2 separate regions of the Mus musculus genome follow, and region 2 is linked to region 1. Evidence: chromatin contacts called from public Micro-C data. All regions are on one chromosome and are shown on one strand. The core of a region is the stretch at or near the end of the contact, and the rest is flanking DNA. Distances in the headings are between cores, read along the strand shown.

Region 1 (5,674 bases), core at 1,885-4,384:
CCAGCAGTAACATGGTGGCTCTCAACTATCTCTAATTTCAGTCCTAGAAGACTCAACTCTTTCACACATACATTCAGGCAAAACACTAATGCACATAACATTTAAAAAAGAAATTATAATAAAAAAATAAAACCAAATCAAACATTAGAAGGAAATGATAAAAACTAACAAACAGACAAACAAACAAACAAAAATCCCTGAAATTGATAAAGCTGAAAAGAGGACAATAACAGTCTAAGACACTAAAATCTGGTTCTTAAAAAAATGATAGATTAATGGTAGATTAAGAGGAATAAAAGACAACAGGCACACATTGTCCAAATAGTGAAAGAACAGAGGGAATTATGAATGCTTGTGAGAAAAATCCAAGAAAACAAGAGTCCTGTGACCTCAGTTTCTTCAAAAGCATGGACTTGTTCCTGGAATGTGCTTTCCTGGCCCTCCCAGCTGTGGCAGTCGGACAGTTTACTTTAGCTCATTCATTACAACTGGCTGTTGTCTATATGCCTCTCTGAAAAAAATGTTTTTGCCATGTTCTGCTTGTCATTGTGACTTTAAGCAGGTGACTCTTCTTAATCCTTGGGAGTTTAAATTGTCTGATGTGTTGAATAAATCAGGAGTCAACAGCCGGGGGTGGTGGCGCACGCCTTTAATCCCAGCACTTGGGAGGCAGAGGTAAGTGGATTTCTGAGTTCGAGGCCAGCCTGGTCTACAGAGTGAGTTCCAGGACAGCCAGGGCTACACAGAGAAACCCTGTCTCGAAATAAATAAATAAATAAATAAATGCAGGAGTCTTGGCCCACTCTATTTTTAGGCCCTGCTCTCCCAAGTTCATGCTACCATTAGAGCGATAAACAACATATTTTCCATCAGGGGTGAAAGATCAGCTATCACTACATACTAGGAAAACAATCCTAGCACATAAACCTGACAAGTTAGATAAATAAATACATCAGCTTCTTAAAAGCCACAAACCACCAATAATAAATCAATTAAATAACATACATGTGAATGAATAATCCTGTATTAATCAAAGAAATTAGAGCCTATGTTAAGAACCTTAATAACCACCAAATATTACAGGATAACAACAGAATGACTTCCAATAGGAACAATTTACTGGATTCATACAGGAAACCTGTTATACAATGTAAAGGTTGTCCCCCTTTTAAATCTGCATTTGCAGTCATCCAACAGTTTTATAATTCAAAAGAAAATCTGTTTTGTATTTGTACTCATGGTAACTGAAAGTACATACTTAATCCTTAACAGTACATCTTGATTTCTGCATCACCTCTGCTTATCAAAGTAAATCTAAATCAGATACTTTTATTTGTGACGCTGGAAATTGAACTTGGAGCCAACAATACAACAGGCAAGCACTCTTCCCAGACAAGCACTCTCCCACTGCTTCTGGCTGATTCTTAAAAATAAGTGGGGCAATAGTGGTGGACACCTTTTATCCCAGCACTCGGTTCTCTTTGAGTTCTACGACAGCCTGGTCTACACAGAAAAACCCTGTCTTGAAATACAAAAACAAAACAAAATTTAAAAGGTTAAAAATAGAAGACGCCTGAAAAAAAAAAGACATTAAACGAAGATGTATAGCCATGTTAAGTACATTCTTTTCAAGACTGACATCCATCTGTGGTGTTGGGGATCAAAGTCAGGTCCTTGGTTATTCGAGGAAAATACTTCCCAGTTATATTCCTATTACTTTCTGAGTATGTTAATACATTAGTTTTGCAAAAAAAAAAAAAAAATCCGTGAAAAATCTCCAGAGTAAGTTTGGTAAATGCTAAATAAACTGCAGCTACAGTCAGGGTCGAAATGTTAGATGAGAAAAACAGAACGTTTAAGATCGCTCCAATCCTTTGTTCAGAACCGTCACCGTCTTCCTTTTATCCTAGAGCCTGAGTTTTCCTTATTCTGTTCCCTCTACTCCAGCCAGACCGGGACCTTCGCTTTCCCTCAAGAAACACAAGCGCTGTCTCAGAACCCAAGCTAACCGTTGGCTGCCACTACCAAGCACAGTTCTCAAAGGCGTCCCTCCACAGGTTCGGCTTCGCACCTACTCAAATGTCATCTTCTCAAGATGGCCTTTCTCGCTCACCGCCTGACTAAAACAGCACTACTGGAGGGAATGCGGTTTTTACCCCTTCACTTCCTGCCTCTTTCCCCCAGGACGTCAACATAAAAGAAGCAGCAGCCCTGCTTTAGTCACTGCTGCCCTTCCAGAGCCCAGGACAAGCAGCTCTCCTGCGAGTCCACTGCGACCTAAGACGTGGCGCACACCACACACCTCCAGTTAAGATCCCTGTCGGTTGAGAACCGCGCATCCGTACACATGTTCCTGCTCGATACACACGCGACCTTTACATGTGTGCGCACCGATGTGTGCAGCAGCCACCTCTCTGCACACAGAGACGTCGACGCCTCGGGATTAATGAATGGCTGCACACTGGACTTCCAAAAAAAAAAAAAAAAAAACCAAACATCGCGGCCGCAGCCTAGGAGCAATCCCGGGGCTACAGAACCCGCACAAGCCCTTCAGTCTCTCCTCTCCAGCCACGTCTCCCGGAGCCAGTACATTCTCGGGAAGGCTCCCGAGGGACAGCGGAGGGCAGCTGGCCGGCTCGTGACCGCGGCGGCTCCGCAGCTCTGGCCGGCCGAGCCCGCCCCGCCCCGCCCCCGCCCGGCTCCGGCTCCGGCTCCGCCGCGTCCACTTCCACCCCGACCCGGGCCCACAGAGGGGCCCGCCCCGCTCACCCGGTTCCCGGTTGATCTCGATGTCGAAGTGACACTGCGGCCGGTCCTGGGCGCCCATCGCGAGCGCAGCAGCGGGACGGCGGCGAGCTGCGGACAGGGAGGAGGGCGCTGAGGGCAGGCGGGCGGCCGGGCGGGGCGGGGCCCGGCCCGCCTGACAGGGACGCGGCCGACGAGAGGCCGCCCCACCCTGCCCACCCGCCCGCCCGCCCACCCCAGCCGCGGCTACCCGCGCTCCCGTCGAGCTTCTCACCTGGCCGCACAGCTCCGGAGAACGCCCTGCCGGCGCCGCCGGAGCCTAACGTCACCAACGGAACGCCACCTCTTCCCCGTGAGGGCCAGCCGGCGAGCGCCACGCCAGAGCTCGCGAGGCCGGACGCAAGCGTCGCGAGAGTTCGTCTCGCCGCCGAGCGGGGTGTGGGGTCGGAGTAGGCGGTCCGCGCCAGGGCTCTCGTGCCCCGCCCCTCAGGATCCCCTGTCCAATCCCGAGTGCGCAGACGTGTGCGAGCTGTCAACCACGGCTCACTCATGCAGCACCGCGAGATTTCTGATTGCGTGGCCAGTGGATGAACGCAGGGTGAATCCCAGGCTTCCGGCCGACGTGGCGGGTGACCTGTTCTCTCTCGTGGTTGATGCGGTCACGCTGTTTGTCTCGCGTTAAAAGAATCGAGGACCAGATGGAGCCAGATGTGCCTCCCTTGCCCGCCAGGGTGAGACGAGGCTGGCCGCCGGCTCGAGGCCAGCCTGGGTCACTTGAGGCTTTCTCAGAAATACAACGAAAGGAAACAAAAATCAAGGCAACAACAAAACCCCGAAGCAAAACACAAACCGTAGCGTTTACACCTGCGCACCAGCGCTTGGTGGGTAAAGGCAGGAGATTCAGAAGTTCAAGGTCAGCCTGAGATACCTGAGACCTGTGAAGAAACCAAACCAGTTGACAGGAGCGATGGTCTAGCAGTTAAGATGGTCTAGAGGCCGCTTTTGCATTGGACCTGGTTCAAAGCCCAGCTCAATAACCGCATGGTGGCTTACAACCATCTCGTTTCAGGGTTTCCATCGCGCTCCCCTGACCTCCGTGGACACCAAGCATGCACATGGTGCCCAGACATACATGCAGGCAAAACAGAAAGTAAAACCTTACAAAAGGAAAGTCTGTGAGCAATAATACACAGCCTTTAATCCCAGCGGCTCGAGAGGCAGAGGTAGGTGGCTCTCAGTCTGAGGTCAGTCAGTTCTACATATTGTCTTCCTGGCCAGTCAGGGCTAGGTAGATCCTGTCTCAAAACAAAAGGTACACAATAAGAATGTGCTGTTGGGGCTGGCGAGATGGCTCAGTGGTTAAGAGCGCCGACTGCTCTTCTGAAGGTCCCGAGTTCAAATCCCAGCAACCACATGGTGGCTCACAACCATCCATAATGAAATCTGATGCCCTCTTCTGGAGTGTCTGAAGACAGCTACAGTGTACTTACATATAATAAATAAATCTTTTTTAAAAAATGTGCTGTTGTAGAAAATTTTAATCACAATCAGTGTTGAGGTTGGGTCTGTTACATAAAGCAAAATTCCATATCCAAAAACCTAAACCTACGAGTGACTTACCGTCTTTCCAAGCTTTTGTACCTTGTTCCTTAATTTAAAACTGTTGGTTAAATAAAATTGGCTACAGCCAATTACTGGAGGGATTCGAGGTAGGTGGATTTTGAGTTACCTGGGTGGGAAGAGTAAGGAGAAAAGAGAGACCAAGTGTAGAAGGAGGAATGGGAGAGAGGAAGCCCCCATGGGGGGAGGCAAAGGATGAGCACACAGCCAGAAAAAACAGTCCATATCTGGGGTACACCCAAGGGAGGTAGCCAGGACAGCAGTTAGAAGAGTACATTAGGAGTTACCCTCCACTCATTTATTTATAAGCCGGGATAAGCTTAAATCGGTTCTACTATGTTGTCTCTGTGTTTGGAGAGATGGCTCAGCTGTTGAGTCCTCACTTACGATGGGTATAGTGGCACGCACCTTTAATCACAGCACCCAGCACTTAGTAGGCAAAGACAGGTTGCTCTTTGTGACTCAAAGGCCAGTCTGTCTACACAGAGAGTTCCAGGAAAGACCACAAAGAGAGACTCTATAGTGAGAATTTTGGTTTCTTAGAAAACCCAGTTATAATTGTGTGAATGTCTTTATTTAACCCCAGGTGTGGGATAAGAGACTACTCCACAGCAGGTGATTATGATTTGCCAAGTGCACTGGCAGGGGCATGCTTTTGCCAGCTGTAGATAGTTTACATTCAGAAGTCTAGGGATGCTTCCAAGGGTATGAACCAGAGTCCTGAGATGAGGTGGGGCGCTCTGGGAATGCTGCTTCTCCTGGAGTTTTGCCAAGTGTTCGTGAGCAAAGAGATGAGAAGAAATTGGAGATATCCTGACCATGAAGATTGGACTTGCCTCAAGTAACTCAACATCCCCAGTCAGCAGGAAATAATCTAAAGAGGTCTGTGCCTCATTTCCTCTCTTTCTTTCCTTCCTACCTAGCGTTGGGGAGTTGGAAGAGATCAGGGTGGAATAAGGGTTGGAAGGGAAGTAGATCTAAGACCCCAATAAAGTAACTCAAAAAAATAGTACCAACACAAATCTGTGTTTAAAATAAGAGTGCTTTCTGTTCTTGCAGAGGACTGTATTAGTTAGGGTTTTACTGCTGTGAACAGACACCATGACCAAGGCAAGTATTAATAAAACAACATTTAATTGGGGCTGGCTTACAGATTCAGAAGTTCAGTCCATCATCATCAAAGTGGGTGCATGGCAGTATCCAGGCAGGCATGGTGCAGGTAGAGCTGAGAGTTCTACTTCTTCATCCAAAGGCTGCTAGTGGAAGACTGACTTCCAGGCAACTAGGGTGAGGATCTTTTTTTTGTTGT
Region 2 (5,766 bases), core at 1,428-3,927, 58 kb before region 1:
CTCCTGGAACCCCTCCCCTGAGCTCTCCTGCCTTTGAGCCAGCCCATCTCCCCCTCTGCTCAAGGATTATTTTCAGGTCTTCACCCAATGGCTGTGCACCCTTGCAGGCCTCCTGGTTGCTGCTGTGGTCCCAGCACCACCCTAGGGCCCCTGCCCCAGACCATCCTGTCCCCTAAGGTGGCCCCGTCCTGCCCACTCACAGCCTGTCGTAGCACAGGACTGAGTCCAGGCTGTCTTCGCTGTCCTTGAGTTCCCGGCCGCCGACCACGTAGATGGCGTTGAGAGCCTCCCCCAGGCCGAAGAGGCAGCGAGGTGAAGGGAGAGGCGGCATCCCCAGCCACTCAGAGTCCAAGTGGTCAAACTGTGGGCAGGCAGTATCCTTGGGTCAGCCACCATGAGCCTCCTGTGCTCACCTCCTGTGCTCACCTCCTGGCCCAGATCAGCCAAGTTTCCCCCTCTGAGAGGGAGGTCCCCCTGTGGCTTTGGATCTTTGGTGACCAACTGTTCAAGGCTTCCCCCCCCCGCCAGCCCCCCCCCAAGTCCCTTAAAATCTATAGCCTTCCATGCCACCCTTTTTATCTGCCTAACCGAGTGGTTATAGGCACAAAGAGCCCACCTTGGAGAGTTGTCCAACAGCTGCATTGTGTGGATGGACACTTGATACTATGCAACCTCTGAAACTTCCCCCAGCCAGCTTGGGAGAGCTGCCCCTCTCCTCCTCCAGCTGTGAGGCCTGTGGACTTGACCTTGGCCTCCAGCTGCCCATTTGCTCCTGCCTGCCTATAACTGCTCACCTGGCTCTGCTCTGTCACAGGATCGCCAGCCTGGGTTACTAACTCCCTCCCCCCCCCCCCCTTCATATCTCCAGATTTCACCCAGCCGACAAGGCTCAAAACCATGGGACCAGGCTGTAGATTCTCCCTCCCTCTGAGGTCCCACAGTCACATCCTCAACCTGGGCCTGCTTGCCTGTCTCCCAGACCCTGCTGAGACTCAGTTTCCTTCCCTGGAAACGAGAAGGCAAGGTGCTTTCTGTGTAATAATCTGTCTCCCACCCCTGACCTGGCACTTCTGTCAAAGCTCTGCTTATGATTCTTCTCCATGTCTCTGCCCCCAACCCCTGTGCTGGGCCAGGGGGCCTCCAGCTCCCCAGCTTGTTGTACACTGAGCCTAACACAGATACCAGACTCTTTGGAAACTGGCTGTAACTCTTCCCACTTCAAGCAAGTGGCTGCCAATCAAAGGTCCTAGATCCAATGACAGTCCCAGGTAGACACAGGCCCTTCCCAGGCCCTAAGTTGCCTCCTAGTACCCAGAACCCAGCACCAGTCCCTTCCTCTCAAGACTGGCCAGGCACCTGCAGGAAGTAAGCACTCATAGGGTCCTCCTTGTTGTCCTCATTGTAGAAGAGGCCACCGGCCACGAAGACTTGGTTCTCCTTGGTCACCAGACTGACATGGTTCTTGGGGATCTGGGTGGACAGGGATGCACAGTAGCACTCGTTGGCGGCTGGGTCGTAAGCCACGGCGCCTTCCTCGCTGATCATGAAGATGAGATCCTGAAGGAACATGCCGAAGCGCAGAGTGTCATTGAGGATCCCGGGCAGTACTCGTTCCTCATCGTCCTCAGCCTTGGTGTCTTCTGTGCCCTGGTTGGCCTCCTTGGCCCGAGCTGTCTGCTCACCCTTTTCCTTCTTCTTCTTGCGCAGTGTAGTGAGGCGGCCCTCATGTGCATCCTTCACCATCTGCACCTTGCGCAACAGCTCGGGCTGGGAGCGCACAAGTGGGTGGCGCTCCACGCGAGTCTCCAGGAAAGCACGAGGCAGCAGGCGGCAGCGAACGCTCTCGAAGACCGTGGGCAGCGCGCGCTGGCGCTCCGCCTGCGCCTCAGCATCTCCGCTGCTGGCCCAGCGCATCACAGCCTCAAACACTGCCTCCTCCTTCTCTACGTTGAGGCCGTCGCTGGAGATGATGGCGATCAGCTCGTCAGCCGAGAGTCCCAGGAAGTCGTTGTCCCGCGCCACCAGCGGGAAGCGCGCGCAGATGAAGTCGCGCGCGGCCACAGCCAGACGCGCGCAGTCCAGCAGGAGGCCGAGGCGGAAGACAGCCAGGCAATTGGCCAAGCACAGGCGCTTCTGCAGAAACGACACGCAGATGGTGAAGATGGACGGGATCTGGAATCGATGCGCCGCGGCAAACAGGTCTTGCACGCTTGCCTCATCCAGCGCGATCTCTGATGTGTACAGGTAGTGCAGCACCTGGGACACTACGTCTGGCGACACCTCCTCCAGGCGTACCTCTCCCGCGCTATCTGGCTCAGCCAGGAAGCGCGCGCGGAAGTAGGGGCTACAGGCGGCTAGCACCAGGCGGTGGCACGGGAACTCGCGCTCACCCACGCGCACTACACAGTCTAGGAACTTGCCGTGGTCCAGCATGTCCTTGAGGCCGTCTTGCAGGAGCGTCTGCTGGTACAGACGCTGTTCCTCCGCCTGCTCCAAGCCCAGCGTCATGGTGCGGCTCCCTGGAACTCAGCAAGTCTGTGTATCGAGGGCAGCCCTGCACACCTCTGCTGTCTTGTGGGGCTGTGCACTGACTGCGCAGCTGTCTGCCCTGGGCTATATATAGAGGATGCCCAGAACCTGTAAGAGGAGCTGCTGGCCTCCTGCACATGACGCACAGAGGACAGCTGGGCAGAGGCTTTCTCTCTGAGCAGCCTTGAGTCAGCTATGGGGGCTCATGGGGCGAGGGTGGGGTGTGTCTGGGCCTTTCCAGAACTGGAAGGTCTCTCGACCCAGAACCCAGTTGCCTCTGGATTCCTTAGTCTAGAAATGCTGCTGCCTATGAAGAGGGCTCAACTCCCTCTCCTTTCCACTGTCTTCCAGGCCTGAGTGCTCACAGCCTTCCTCACAGACCGTATCTCATGTGGCCACTCCTGGTTATAGCATGTTTGGGTGTCCTGCTTGGTGAACATGTCTTTTTCCTTGGCAATCACTCCTAAAATGGGAAGGAGTTTCCTCTGCCCAAACTCAGAGACCTTCCTTTAAACAAACTCCTTAAGTCAATAAGGGTAGCTGTTTCTCTGTTGGGCCTCAGTTTCCTCTCCCATTCAAGGAGGGAGAGGAGCTAGAATCCAAGGGTCTCAGCTCAACTCTGCTGAGGGCCAGAGACCCTGGGGTAGCATGCTCCAGGTTAGGCTCAAAGGGGTCAAGCCTGCTAGAAAATTAATTTCCTAGGGTTCTACTATTTGGGGGTGTTTAGACCTTCAAATCTCTAATATTCTAGCAGTGTTCTGAATGGTAGTGTCCAAATGGTGGAACTTCAGGGACTCTCTCCCATTGTCCTTGGTCCATTTGAGGTTTACCATGTTTCTACCTGGCCTTGGGGCCCCTGTCATTGTCTGTCTGTCTGTGATTTGAGGGTTTGAGGAGTTGAGCCAGGATACCCAGTCTCAGCCCCCACCTTGCTCTGGACTCCTGTCCACCCCTCCACTCCCCAAATCTGCACATTGGCTTCAGACTCCAAGAATAACGAATTCTCCAAGTGCCAAAAGCTGCAGCTGTGGGTTAAATTTAGCCCCGGGACACTGGTAGGAGGCATAACGGGCGCTCCCCAACCATGCCTCTGAGTCACTTGTTTATAACCTTGGGCTTGTGGGGGGATAGGAGAAAATACCTAGTGGGGAGCAGGGGCAGGGGGAGAGGACTGAGTCACACGTCCCTTCTATGATTCCAGAAACATTATTGCCTGTCCTTCCTAAGTGGTGACGGTCACTCGGTCCTAGAGGGGCACATAGCTGGACAGGCTCCAGAGGTGTGCTGCCCACCTTTCTGCAACGTCAAGGGCTAGCTTGGGGCAAGCTGGGAGGGTTTCCATGTCAGTTCTGGACAGTGGGACATTTCTAGGAAACATTGCCAGCAATTCGCTGGGTCACACGACTGCTACCTGCATGAGCCAGAGCAGATGTGCCCACTTCTGACGTCATGGGGACCTCTCCCCAAGTGAACAAAAAAATGTCTGTGATCACAGCCTCACTTTCCAAGGACCTGAGCAGAAGACAGCGACTAGAAATTAATTCATAACTGCCAGATGACTTCATGTCATATTTTGGGTTTATGACGGATTCTACAGCGCTCGTTCCCTAGCAGGATTCCCAGCAGTATGTTTAAATGTGGCTTGTTCATCCACTCAGAGCCTACTGTGTACTAGAGCTAACACAGAGTTTAGTGGCGTTTGAGTCAGTTGTGAATACTGGCCCTGTGGAGCTTACGTCTGTTGCGGTGGGCATCTCGGAGGGAGAGCAGCACATCCGAACCTCTGTGGTACAGCAGGTGATCCTGAGAGCTACAGACAGGGGAGCCAGGGGCAGCGACAGATGACAACACAGCAGAACAGTGGAGTTGGTCCACCCCTGCCTCCAGTAGAAGACAACCCAGGCCTGCCTGTTCCTGACCCTACCTAGCAACAAGGCAGTGCAGGAAGGCTCATTCCTGTCATAAAGTAATCCCACATGCCTCACAAGTCCACGCAGGGACTGCTCAGGCTGATGAAATAGAAGCCCCACCAACAGCAAGCATCCAAGGGGTGTATTAACCTTGCACACTGGGCCTGACACTCATTCTCCCACTCAGAGGCACCAAGGAGGTTGGCCCGGGGAATGCTGAGTCCCAGGCCACACTGGTAGAGTAGGATGAGAGGGGTCTGCACAGCCTCTGACAGTTGTACTGTCCTTTGAACTTGAGTTCGCAAAAACAGACCAGGGCCAGACTGGAGGGAGCTTAGACCAAAGGACTTGTCCCCGGACTGGGGAAAAAACAATTTAACAAAGACCACGAGCAAGAAGCTTAATCTGACCACTTCTTACAATAAGAGACCATAAAGACCACGAGGAGCATTAAATGCTAGAATAGTCTGGAAAGGATTTGAAAGCTACAATCACAAAATGTTTCAATCTATTAAAAGTTCTCTTAAATTTCTCAGAGCAGAAACATCTCACTGAAGAAATAGAAGTGATACAGGAAAGGCAAGTGGGAATTATAGACCTGAGAAGATACCCCAACAAGGGAAAAAGCTTCCTGAGTGGCCCTGGTAAGTGGGAGAGAACAGCCCGGCAGTCATGGCGCACACCATGATCCTAGCACTTAGAAGGCAGAGCCAGGAGGATCTCTGTGTTCAAGGACAGCTTGGTCTACAGAGTGAGTTCCAGGACAGCCAGGGCTACACAGAGAAACTGTGTCTCGAAATAAGCCAAGAAGCCAAAAAGCCAAAAAGAAAAAAGAAAAAAGAAGTGAGAGAATAACCCCACTGCAGGGAAGACGCCGAGACCCCTCCCCTTCCAGGCAACAATGAGGTGTTACGATGAGGAACGTCTACAGTTACAAAGAGGGTCTCAGGCCCATGAGGCAACAGCTGCACTGTATCCTAACCCAGAGAGAGAGAGAGAGAGACAGAGAGAGAGACAGACAGAGAGAGACAGACAGAGAGAGACAGAGAGACAGAGACAGAGACAGAGAGACAGAGAGACAGAGACAGAGACAGAGAGAGACAGAGAGACAGAGACAGAGAGACAGAGAGAGAGACAGAGAGAGAGACAGAGACAGAGAGACAGAGACAGAGACAGAGAGAAGAGAGACAGAGACACACAGAGAGGCAGAGACACAGACAGACACACAGAGACAGACTGAAAGAGACAGAGACAGACAAAGAGAGACAAAGACAAACAGAGACACAAACAGAGAAAGGCAGAGAGAGAGAGAGGCAGAGGAAGAGAT

Evidence for each region. A called contact is a pair of places that touch in the nucleus more often than the background predicts.
Region 2: a Micro-C map of muscle stem cells shows a contact between it and region 1, with 5 times the contacts expected there. The contact joins the promoter of Klhl40 here to the promoter of Nktr in region 1. A contact is called at or near these places in 1 of 39 promoter capture datasets (hippocampal neurons), 7 of 484 Hi-C or Micro-C datasets (B cells, cardiomyocytes, embryonic stem cells and 3 more), 13 of 115 datasets of contacts at active chromatin or transcription factors (CD8 T cells, embryonic stem cells, epiblast stem cells and 6 more) and 3 of 9 other capture datasets (adipose tissue, liver and pancreatic islet).

The regions. Positions count from the first base shown.
Region 1 is chr9:121,716,641-121,722,314 of GRCm38.p6, reverse strand. It overlaps Nktr (natural killer tumor recognition sequence), which reads right to left and starts at 3,134. Exons shown (of 17, transcript NM_010918.2): 1 at 3,020-3,134; 2 at 2,770-2,856. The coding sequence starts at 2,827.
Region 2 is chr9:121,774,518-121,780,283 of GRCm38.p6, reverse strand. It overlaps Klhl40 (kelch-like 40), which reads right to left and starts at 2,677. Exons shown (of 6, transcript NM_028202.3): 1 at 1,357-2,677; 2 at 201-361. The coding sequence starts at 2,508.